Linked DNA regions of Mus musculus: region 1 is linked to region 2. The links are chromatin contacts, called in public ChIA-PET maps. All regions are on one chromosome and are shown on one strand. Each heading gives the region's core, a stretch centred on a gene start, on an enhancer-like site or on the middle of the called end of the contact. The rest is flanking DNA. Distances are from core to core; before and after follow the strand shown.

Region 1 (5,213 bases), core at 1,852-4,351, 180 kb after region 2:
GAGCCAAAGGAATGGGAGTTAGGAGCCAGCTGGAGAAGAAAGTTATTAATATCATGGAGCGCGGCAGGAAAGTTGAAACCATGCGCCTTGGGCTCACGTTGGGGTCTCTGCTATATCGATAGCTGATGTATGTTTCGGGTTGTCGTCACATGTTTGTGGACTGAATGCTCTGACAGAAGGAAAGGCGTTACCCAGAAGGACAAAGAGGCCCACTATTTTGCAGGAGGCAGCCGAGGACAGCCTGAGTTCTCTTGTGTTGAGTGAAGAGGGCTAATTCTTCTGGCTCAAAGACAGTGCAACAGAGACAGCTATTAGGTGACAAGTCTCCTGAGATCTGTTCACTGGCTTCCCTGTCTGGAAAAGCCACCAGCTGCTAATGCTATAGTCAAGGAGTCCTTCTACTTAACCACGCCTAAGGTTGTGATTATTGACGGTCACACCTGGATTGAATTTCCAAACAAACTTCTGGAAAAGTAAGACGACTGAGAGACAGATCCAGGGGGCAGGGCCCCACCCCACCCCTGAATCTTACACCCAGATGATCAGAGATGCAGGCGTATTCAAAAAGGAAGATTCAACCTCTTCATTGGGGGCACTCCCATTTAGACACAAGACCCAGACCCAGCCCCAGCCCCAGACAACACTCCTGTTACAAGAGCCGTGATCTAAATTCCTCGTGGAAAGTCTGTCTGAATTAGACACCTCATTTTAATTCCCATTTCCTTTTTAAGTCCGGTCCCTCCTTCTTGAGAACCACATTTAAAGCTGCGAGCTGGCCTTCCTTCTGTTTTTGCTATTTGTGTGCCAATTTCAAGGGTGGGGAGAGCCACGTTAATTTAAAAATATAGCACAAATAGCAAAATGAGGCTTAGTTTAAAGTAAAAGCCACAGAAAGAGTTTTCCCCTTCCCTTCCATGCGTTTCAGATTTTCCTAGATCCACCTTTATGTCTTCAGAGCCCAGACATAGGAAGTGACTGAGCCTCACTGGATATTCTTCCAAGCCTGAGCAAAAAGCCTCCAGCTCATGCTCTCAGGCCACCTTTATATTTTATTTTTCTGTTTTAGAGATTTGAGTTCGGGGTGGGGGGGGGGAGCTCAGAAAGCTGGCCAAGTCCCCGATTCCATGGTAGGGTTCTAAGCACCGGTAGATTTGGGATTATAACCAATATCTTCCAATCAGTTGTGTCTGCTTGTGCATTCTGGGTATTGGGAATGTAACTGTTAATTAAGGGAGTTCCTAGATTAAATCCAGGTGTCATTATTTACTAGTTTTTTGACTTTACATCAAACAGGAATCATGATCCCCACGGTACAGGCCATACTGTATCAAGGTCTAAAAAGGGCCTGGTGCGACCAATAGGCGGCGGCTGTTATGAAAATAGACCCTCTCGTCTGTGGGCTCTCTCTTTAGTCATCATCTGCCATTTTGGAAAAGGAAAGAATATTTGTAATCTACTTCAAGTGGAGGGTCTACCTCCATTTTAAATCACCCTCGGGCTCACTAGAAGGGAAGACCTGACCAGACCGAGCTGAATTTGCAAACACCTAGGCCTTTTAACCGAGTGGAATCTCTGCCGTTGCCCCCTTATACAAAACAAGATCGAAGCGGCTGGGACTTGGGAAGCCTTGAACGAATGTCAATCGGTCTAAAGAAGCCGGTCTAAATGCGGCGTGGGCTCAGTCACCTGGAGAAGGAAAGCCACTGCAGGCGGCTGTAGGCAGAGGGGACGGAAACTCCATGCGCGAGCGGCAGCGCCCTCTGCTGGTTATATGGTGCAAATCCGGAGCCTAGACCCGCCGCTGGTCAAATGGGACTCGGGATTCCTTCCGCTGCCTCCGCCCCCGCTCCGTCCCTTCTCGGGATCGCCGAGCCTAGTCTGGGTCTGGATTCCAGGAGAGGCGTCCCCATCCTACGCTTGAAGGCAGAGCAAGGACGCTGCTCCAAAACACCCGGTTCATCAGCTGAGCGGAAGCTGCAGGAATCTACCCAAATCCACCAGCGGCTGCTTTTGCCTCCCAGAAGCCGGGGCTATCCGAGGTGGTTTGGAAATGGCATCGCCTATGGCCAAGATCGAGGGTTCTGCGGACAGAGAGGAGCCCTGGGTTCGCTTTCTGCCTCATCCAGCTAGGTGACCTTGGGCAAGGTACTTAAATTTCCATGTGCCTTGTTTTCCTCATCTTTAAGATGGAGAGAATGCTCCCGACCTTGACGGATTGGCTCGAGGATTACACTAGAACAGGCAGCCTAGGTTGGGATTCTGGCATTGACATCAGCTAGTTGTGTGCCCTGGGGCAGGTTACTTAACCTCTCTGCCCTAGTTTCCTGAAAAATAGGGAGCATAACGGTACTTACCTCCGAGGGTTGTTGCCTGCAAAGCGCTTAACACTGCGATGGAAGAGTAAGCGCTTAATAAACTGTGGCTATTATGACTGTTGTCATTATTGTCCTTAAGAGCACTGAGCACAGGAGCAGAGGTCTATCGGGCTGGTTATTATTATTATGTTTCTCGAGTATGGTTATTTCTTTCCCGGAATTGTTAAAATTATTATTATTATTATTCACAAACTCGAGTCCTTATCAGTAGCTGAAGGACAAACAGTCTTCCCGAATTAGAATCCCGGGAGGAGGGCCAAGGACGCGGCGGCGGGCTGCAAGGACCGGGACCTGCGGGGAGGAAACCCGCGCCCGGGTTAGCGCGCGTCAGAGCCTCGGTGACGTCTCTAGGCCCTCGGGCTAGGGAGGCGCGGCCTGCGCACGCCAGGCGTCTGCAGTGGCCCGGGACGGCCGGGTGGTACTCCAGCTACGTGGATGCCCGGCTGGGAAAAGCCTCCCTGGGTCAGACCCTGCGCCTGCCGCTGCGGGGTGCACCCGAGGCTCCGACCGCAGCCTGGCCGGGAGGACGGAGGTGCCAACCCCTGCTCCGGTGTCCGGGCTCCGCCCAGCCTGGCGCACCGCTACCCGCGCGGAGGCTGCTCTGCATCAACATAATGCTCCCCATCCCTGCATCCTCCCGGAACCCATTCCTCATCATCCCTCAGGGCCTCAGCTCAGATTCTCCTCCCTTGGTGCTCGCTCTGACAGACTCCTCCTCTGTCTCTGGCGCCTCCCACTCGCCCGCAGCGCCCGGAGCACGCCCCGCAAGTCCACTTGGTTTGCTACGCACGCATCTCCAACTCGCTGCATCTTGTCCCCGTTACTCTCCGTCGCAGTGAAGGTGACACCACCCACCCGATCACTCGCGATGCGTCCTGGATGCTTCTACCTGCAGTGGTTACTACAGTCTACGCTACTCCCTCTGTGACCTTGTGAATTACCCTCACTCCGTTGGGTATTAACATCTTCCTCTCCAAGGTCTCCCGAGTACATCCTCCTGTATTTCGAGCCCCGTACACCCCTATTGCCCAAGCCTCGCAGCTTCTGTGGAGAAGCCTGGCGCTCCAGGCCCTCCCCATCTTCCTGAGCAAGCAGGTCTGCCATTTTCTAACACCTCATAAACTAATCCCAGTTTAGACCCTGCCTGAGTAGCACTATTTAAGTTGTTCAGTGTTTACTCCCTCTCCGATTACCTTTCCTTATTCTGCTGAACTCCAGAGGGAGTCTCTTCTTCAAGGGTGTCCCATCCCCCGTTCTACTATCTGGCGGTGTGAAATGTTTCTGGACTACAGGACCTTTCTAGGTGGCCAAAGGTCTGTGCCCCGCCCCCTTCTGCTCCCTTCTTCCCATAGCTGGGTTCCTTCTACCTAGAACACCTTTTTTCTTTCCCTCATCCCTCCTCCACCCTAAGGACCCCCAGCCTTCCCGATGTACCCAACCCAACCCAACCTCGACTCAATCAAATATTCCTTTGAAAGGTTAAAGGCCAATTTAAGAAATCTGAACCTTACAAAAACTGCATTTAAAAAAATTGCATTTAAAAATCTGAAGCTTACAAAAACTGCTTGTCTGTATCACATGCTCTCTTTCCTTACTTAAGGTTTCCTCTACTCAATCCAGAGTTTCTTAAAAGGGCACGGATCCTTTGGATCTGGGTGGAATTCTTTGAACCAATTTCTATCCCTTCCCAGAGGAATCACGTTGGGAAGCACGTTGGGGCTTCTTCATTCCCAGCACACGCTTTTATGTTTTTACTCCATATCTTGGTGCCTATAGACACTTAATGGAATCATCTAAAATTACTTTAAACGTTGAAGAGACGCTATTAGACTGAATATATAATCGTGTAACTTGATTTTTTTTAAAAACTAGGCAGCATGAACCCACATTAATGTACGTATTTCTTGATCATACTTTTTCAGTGCTGACGGGGGACCCGTTATGAATTCAGCACATTTTATTTTTCCCGTCTTCTAGAAGATATTTAGCTCATTTTCACTTTGTTTTTCTGTTAGAAACAATGCTATAATAGCTTTTTTAAAAATCTCATTCCCGAGTTTGAAAGCAGAGTTTGGGTAGATACTTGGGTGCAGAATTGCGGGACTCAGGACGCAGAACCTGGCAGCGTTGTTGGGCATGGCTGAATGGGTTTTAAGTGGTTGTACTAATTCACAGTTCCATTCGTTATGTGAGAGTTCCCCGTGTTCTACATCCCCAGCACTTGCTAATGTCAAACTTTAAAATTGTTGCCAAACCCATGAGTGTGAAATGGCATTTCAATGTTTTAATTTGCAGTTCCCTGCTTACAAGTGAGAGAGATAGGAACATACTCTCTTTGTTTATTGGCCATTTGCCTCTCCTCCTTTTTAAATTGGCCATTGGTTTATTTGACAGTGCATCTTTTGGTCATGTCCTATGTGTGGGAGTTCTTTATATATTCTGGATACTAATCCTTTGTCAGTCTGTGGCCCATCTGGTGTCTTTTATTCCACTCAATTGCAATTCTAAATTGATACGATTATTTGGTGAATGTCTGATTTTCCTCTTAAGCAATAAGTCCATGAGAAGACGACTGTCCCTTGTAATAAGTGCAATATTTAATACGTACCAGGAAGTTAATAAATACTACTGACTGAAATGTGTTGATAATTGACATTATTATTTTTAATTATTGAGTTTTCTCTCCTTCAAGCTTTTTTTTCTCAACTTCTCGAGAGTAGGAATCTGGTGATATTTTATTTCTTCACGTCTCCAGTGCGGATTGCACCACAATGCTTTGATCATAGAGCATGTGCCCAATGATTGTTAAGTTCCTTTGTGGGTTTTCTTTTTATTCCC
Region 2 (4,597 bases), core at 1,758-4,257:
CCTTCTCCCAAGACATTTCTTTTCATTCTCCCTCCCATGGACACACTTATACATGGTGTGTGTCCATATATTCTGGCATTGAGAAGGAGAATTAATGAGATTATACTAAGTTTATGGGGGCACTCCTTTTTTTAATTATTTATTTGTGTGGAAAAGTGGAAAGAACAAGAACACACACATACTCCACAGCACATGTGTAGAGGTCAGAGGATTGAGACAGGATCTTATTTCTGCTGCTAGTCTGTGTGCAGGAGCTTCCATCCAGTTCTCTGCCTCCCCTGCTGCTGTAGGAGTGCTGGGTTACAGGAGTACAGGTATACTCTTCCACATCCCATCTTCCTGGCCTGGAGGCTTTTACTTCATTTTGGCCCCATAAGCCTTTTTTTTACCTCCAGGAAGGCAATATTGGCCATGTTGAAACCATATAGCCTAAAAATGTCATCATCTAGGAAATGAACTGTTATTTGTATCTTTTGTTAAATTAAAACTGAAAGAAGGACTGTTAATAAACTAACACTGAAAAATATCTTCTGGTACAGTAGCCAGCAGCTCCTAGATAAGGAAAAAGAGTAAGTTTCCTATATTTCATGATTGTGTAGAGGGTAGGTTCTCTCTTGGTCATTTGAGGAAAGAGCAGAGAAATCTAGAGACAGCAGAGTAATAAATGTAGCTCTTCAAAAGAAACAAGTAGAGGTGTTTTCTCCGTGATATTCAGAAGTCAAGGGCTAGATGATATTGATGAATTCTGGCGTAAAACTGCCTTGTCCCAGGCATGTCAGCATGGGCCAGATCTGCAGGGGAAAATACCATATAGCTTTTCTTGCTATTGTACAAGGATCTTCTGTTCTCCTGAGAAGGATTGGTTCTGCCTCATCAAAAGGGTGGGCTGTGTATGAAATGCACCTAGGAAGGAGGAGGAGGAAATGACATGTTCGTGTAAATGAAATACAACTGCAAATTAAAGTGTCACCCTGTTTTAAAAAAATCAAATTTTTATTTAATTGGTTACCAAGGAAAAAAAAATGTCATACTGAAGTGTATATCTCAGGGAAAATTAAGCTGAAACATTACAAGTGAATCTGGAATCAAAGGAAGGTCTTGGAGAGGAGCATTTTAAAAAATTGCCTTAATAAAAATAATCTCATGTTACAAAGGCAGACTCATAAATATCTGCTGTGTTATATGCCTGCATTTCAAAAGAGATTAACAGTGTTAGCTCATTTGTTCTTTACTGCCTCTCTCCAGTCACCATGTGTTGACTGCCTCTTCTCTGGAGGAAGTCCTCTTTTGAGATGTCTTATTAGGAAAAAGGTCACTAAAAAAGGAGGACCTGCTTCTCCTAACACACCCAGAACTGCAAGGCCTGAACTGAAATTCACCTGGTCTGTGTTCATGGTAGCTTCCCCTTGTTGTCAAATTTCTTTACTAACATTTGCATGAAAACTCATCTGTGTCCCCAGATAATGTATATATTCTTAGACAGCATATATTCAGGACCTGACACATTAATAATGGGAAGGACATGTGAATGATGTTCCATTTCCACATAGAACTGTTTCTTGTGAAAGGTTGTGTCTAGTTTCTCTTTGCAGTGACTTGCCATGTGGATCTCTCAATCTTTCGTGAGTTTTAGTTGTGATTCTTCTTTTTCTCCTCTACTAACTCATGTGTTCCATTATATTCTGCAGTAGAAGCATACAGAAAAAGAATGCACTGTATGTAGTCTAATGTGGTCTTGTTGTCTTCTCTGTCATCAGGGGCAGTAATTGGAGATGGACAGTCTGCTGTGGCCAGTAACATTGCCAATACTACCTACAGGCTCCAGTGGTGGGACTTCACTAAGTTTGACCTTCCAGAAATCAGTAATGGTGAGTAGTGATGGGCAAGATGGGTTTCTGGTGAGACAGAACTTTGAAAAATACAAAGCAGCAAAGTAGCACTGGATTGTCTGTCTCTCATTAAGTTGTTGATGGTCATGCACTATTTCTGTATGCTTAGCCTCAGCTACCAGTAACACATTTCAGAAAACAGTTTAGGGGAAACGCCAGATCTCCCCCGAGGAATTTGTGGAGAGATTCATAGAGACTAAAAGACTAAAAGAGGTAGCTGACATTGAGAAAAGGCCATAGTGAGTGGAGACTTGTTGGCAAATCCAAGCCTCAACTAAGCAGATGAGTGATGTGATTAATATCTGTTTACAAATGTGTGTGACTGATAGATATGTTTCCTTTGAAAGACATCCATGGTCCCATTGTTCAGCATTGCAGATGTTTCCCCTGCCTAAGGAAGGGCTTTTGTGCATTCCTAAGAGGTGAGAATCAGCCCCAACCTGTCTGCAGCTGCTGATGGCCTCACTGTCACTGTTACATTTCTGCTGGAAGGTTCTTTCTCACAGCAAGCTACCATGAGTCTTTCTTTTGAGGTCACTTCATCCCATTCATCCTATTTCTGCTGCTGCAACGCCATGTAATTGGTTTACTTCTTTTACACAGTCCTTCAGTAATCGGAAAGTTCCTCTACATCTCACCTTTCAGATCAAAGCTCTGCAGATTTTTTTTTCTAATGTGGTTTCCTATCTGTTCTTTCCCCCTTTAACTTTGTGGGTGAAACAGAACAGATCAGAAAATTAATGATGTGTGCTAAAACGCAATACAGTGATGTTTGCTACAGATCCCAGCAGCGTTTTCTGAAGTTAATATTGCATTTACGGTAACTTAAAGTTCCTTGATAACTGTTAGTAAGCCAGCATTCAGCCCGTTTGTATTATCTTCCTGTCGTTGCAGTGCTAGTTCTTCCTTGCAGCACCTTTATTTGTCCTTCTCTTTCAGTCTTAGGGATCATCTGCTAATTTGATTAACATTCTTCTCAGTCTTCCTTTAGATTTCTAGCAAAAATGGCAAATAAATCAGGAAATTGCATTAAGCCTTGTTAAGGTATGTTTTTGGGTTCCTATCATGGTTTTGGAACATGAATTATTTTTACTTTCGGTTTCACATCTGAAGCTCTTCCCTGTTAAAGACAGCTTCTCAGGGTCTGGGGAAACGGCTCAGCAGTTAGGAGCACTTGCTAATTTTCCAGAGGACTCTAGAGTTCAGTTTCCAGCACCATGGGAAACTCACAAGTGCCTGTTAACTACTGTTCCATAGGATCCATTGCCCTTTTCTGGCCTCTGAGAGTACCCAAACATACATTCACAGAAAATGTACACATGCCAGGTGTATTGGCACATGACTTTCAGTCCCAGCATCTAGGAGGCAGAGGCAGGCAAATCTCTGAGTTCAAGGCCAGCCTGATTTACAGAGCAAGTTCCAGGACAGTTAGGGCTATACAGAGAAACCCCGACGCCCCACCCCACCCCCACCTACCCCCCCAAAAAGAAAGAAAACATACATGAATACACATATACATAAATGAAAAGTAAAACAAGTCTTTTAAATAAATCAATAATAAAGGACAGTAGCTTTGTATAGTATAGGCTAGCCTTGAACTAGTTGTCCTCCTGCCTCAGCCTCAAGTGTTAGGGCCGCAGACAAGCACACTTATGTTTTCAGTATCATGTAAAGCATTGTAAGAGTTTGGAGATACAGCTAAAAATATCTTGATTACTGAAAGATAATCATTTTATGATGTACCAGTCTTTAATATTCTTATCAGACAAGATAAATGAGAATAATTTTTAATGCTTTGTTCTTAGTGAATCCTAAGTAGCAACTACTCATTTTATTCTAAGTGCCTATAAGCCATAAATCAAGTCAAGTAATCTGTTCTTTTGATTTTTTGTTTTATTTATTATTGTGTGTAGGTATGCACATGCCACGGCACATGTGTTGAGGTCAGAGGATAGCTTTCAAGAATAAATTACCTTCTTCCACTATGAATTCTGGGGGTTGTACTCAAGTTACCATGCTTGTGAGGTAAAATGTTTTTACCCACTGAGCCATTTTGCTGACTGGTACACTAATCTGTTCTCCAATTCTTCTAAAAATCCATGGTAGAAGAGTCTGCCTTTTCCTTATTGAAAACTCAAGTTCATCTGTAGATTTGTGACTCATATCTTATTGGCCATAGTTCATCTTCAGTTATTTTTATTTTTTTACTTTATCATTGTTTAAATTAGATAATATAGTTACAACTCAAAACTTACTTAAAGGATATACAATAAGGGGCTGGAGAGATAGCTCAGCAGTTCAGAGCACTGACTGCTCTTCCAGAGGACCTGAGTTCAATTCCCAGCAACCACATGGTGGCTCACAACCATCTGTAATGGGATCTGATGCCCTCTTCTACTGTATGTCTGAAGACAGCTGCAATGTACTCATATAAATAAAAAAATAAATTTTTTTTTAAAAAAAGGATATACAATAAGAACTTTCTTAACCCTACACCCTGCTGCCTGTGACTCCTTGTAGTAGGTAACCACTATCAGTTTCAGTTCTTATCTCTTGAAAGATGAATGTGTATGTGTGTATATGCACATTGAGAGCATTGCTTTCCATCTTTTGTGTGATCTAAATGTAAATGTGTTATACAACACTCTTCTCACTTTTTTTTCTGTACAGTGTATCTCATGATCTTCCATATTTTTGTAAAGAGTATG

What was found. ChIA-PET counts read pairs in DNA pulled down with a chosen protein or histone mark.
Region 1: a contact with region 2 is called in an RNA polymerase II ChIA-PET map of memory CD8 T cells, with 11 read pairs. The contact joins two enhancer-like sites. A contact is called at or near these places in 1 of 484 Hi-C or Micro-C datasets (CD8 T cells) and 2 of 115 datasets of contacts at active chromatin or transcription factors (bone marrow-derived macrophages and memory CD8 T cells).

What each region holds. Positions count from the first base shown.
Region 1 is chr2:92,056,865-92,062,077 of GRCm38.p6, forward strand. No RefSeq gene overlaps it. Among named protein-coding and RNA genes, the nearest start is that of Gm31473, 31 kb to the left of the region's middle. Within about 2 kb of position 3,102, at least 233 of the 459 cell types and tissues checked have an H3K27ac peak or open chromatin away from gene starts, as enhancers often do. A contact at or near this core is called in CD8 T cells, bone marrow-derived macrophages and memory CD8 T cells, where this site is marked.
Region 2 is chr2:91,873,959-91,878,555 of GRCm38.p6, forward strand. It overlaps Ambra1 (autophagy/beclin 1 regulator 1), which reads left to right. Exons shown (of 18, transcript NM_172669.3): 12 at 1,758-1,868. Among named protein-coding and RNA genes, the nearest start is that of Chrm4, 46 kb to the right of the region's middle. Within about 2 kb of position 3,008, at least 55 of the 459 cell types and tissues checked have an H3K27ac peak or open chromatin away from gene starts, as enhancers often do. A contact at or near this core is called in CD8 T cells, bone marrow-derived macrophages and memory CD8 T cells, where this site is marked.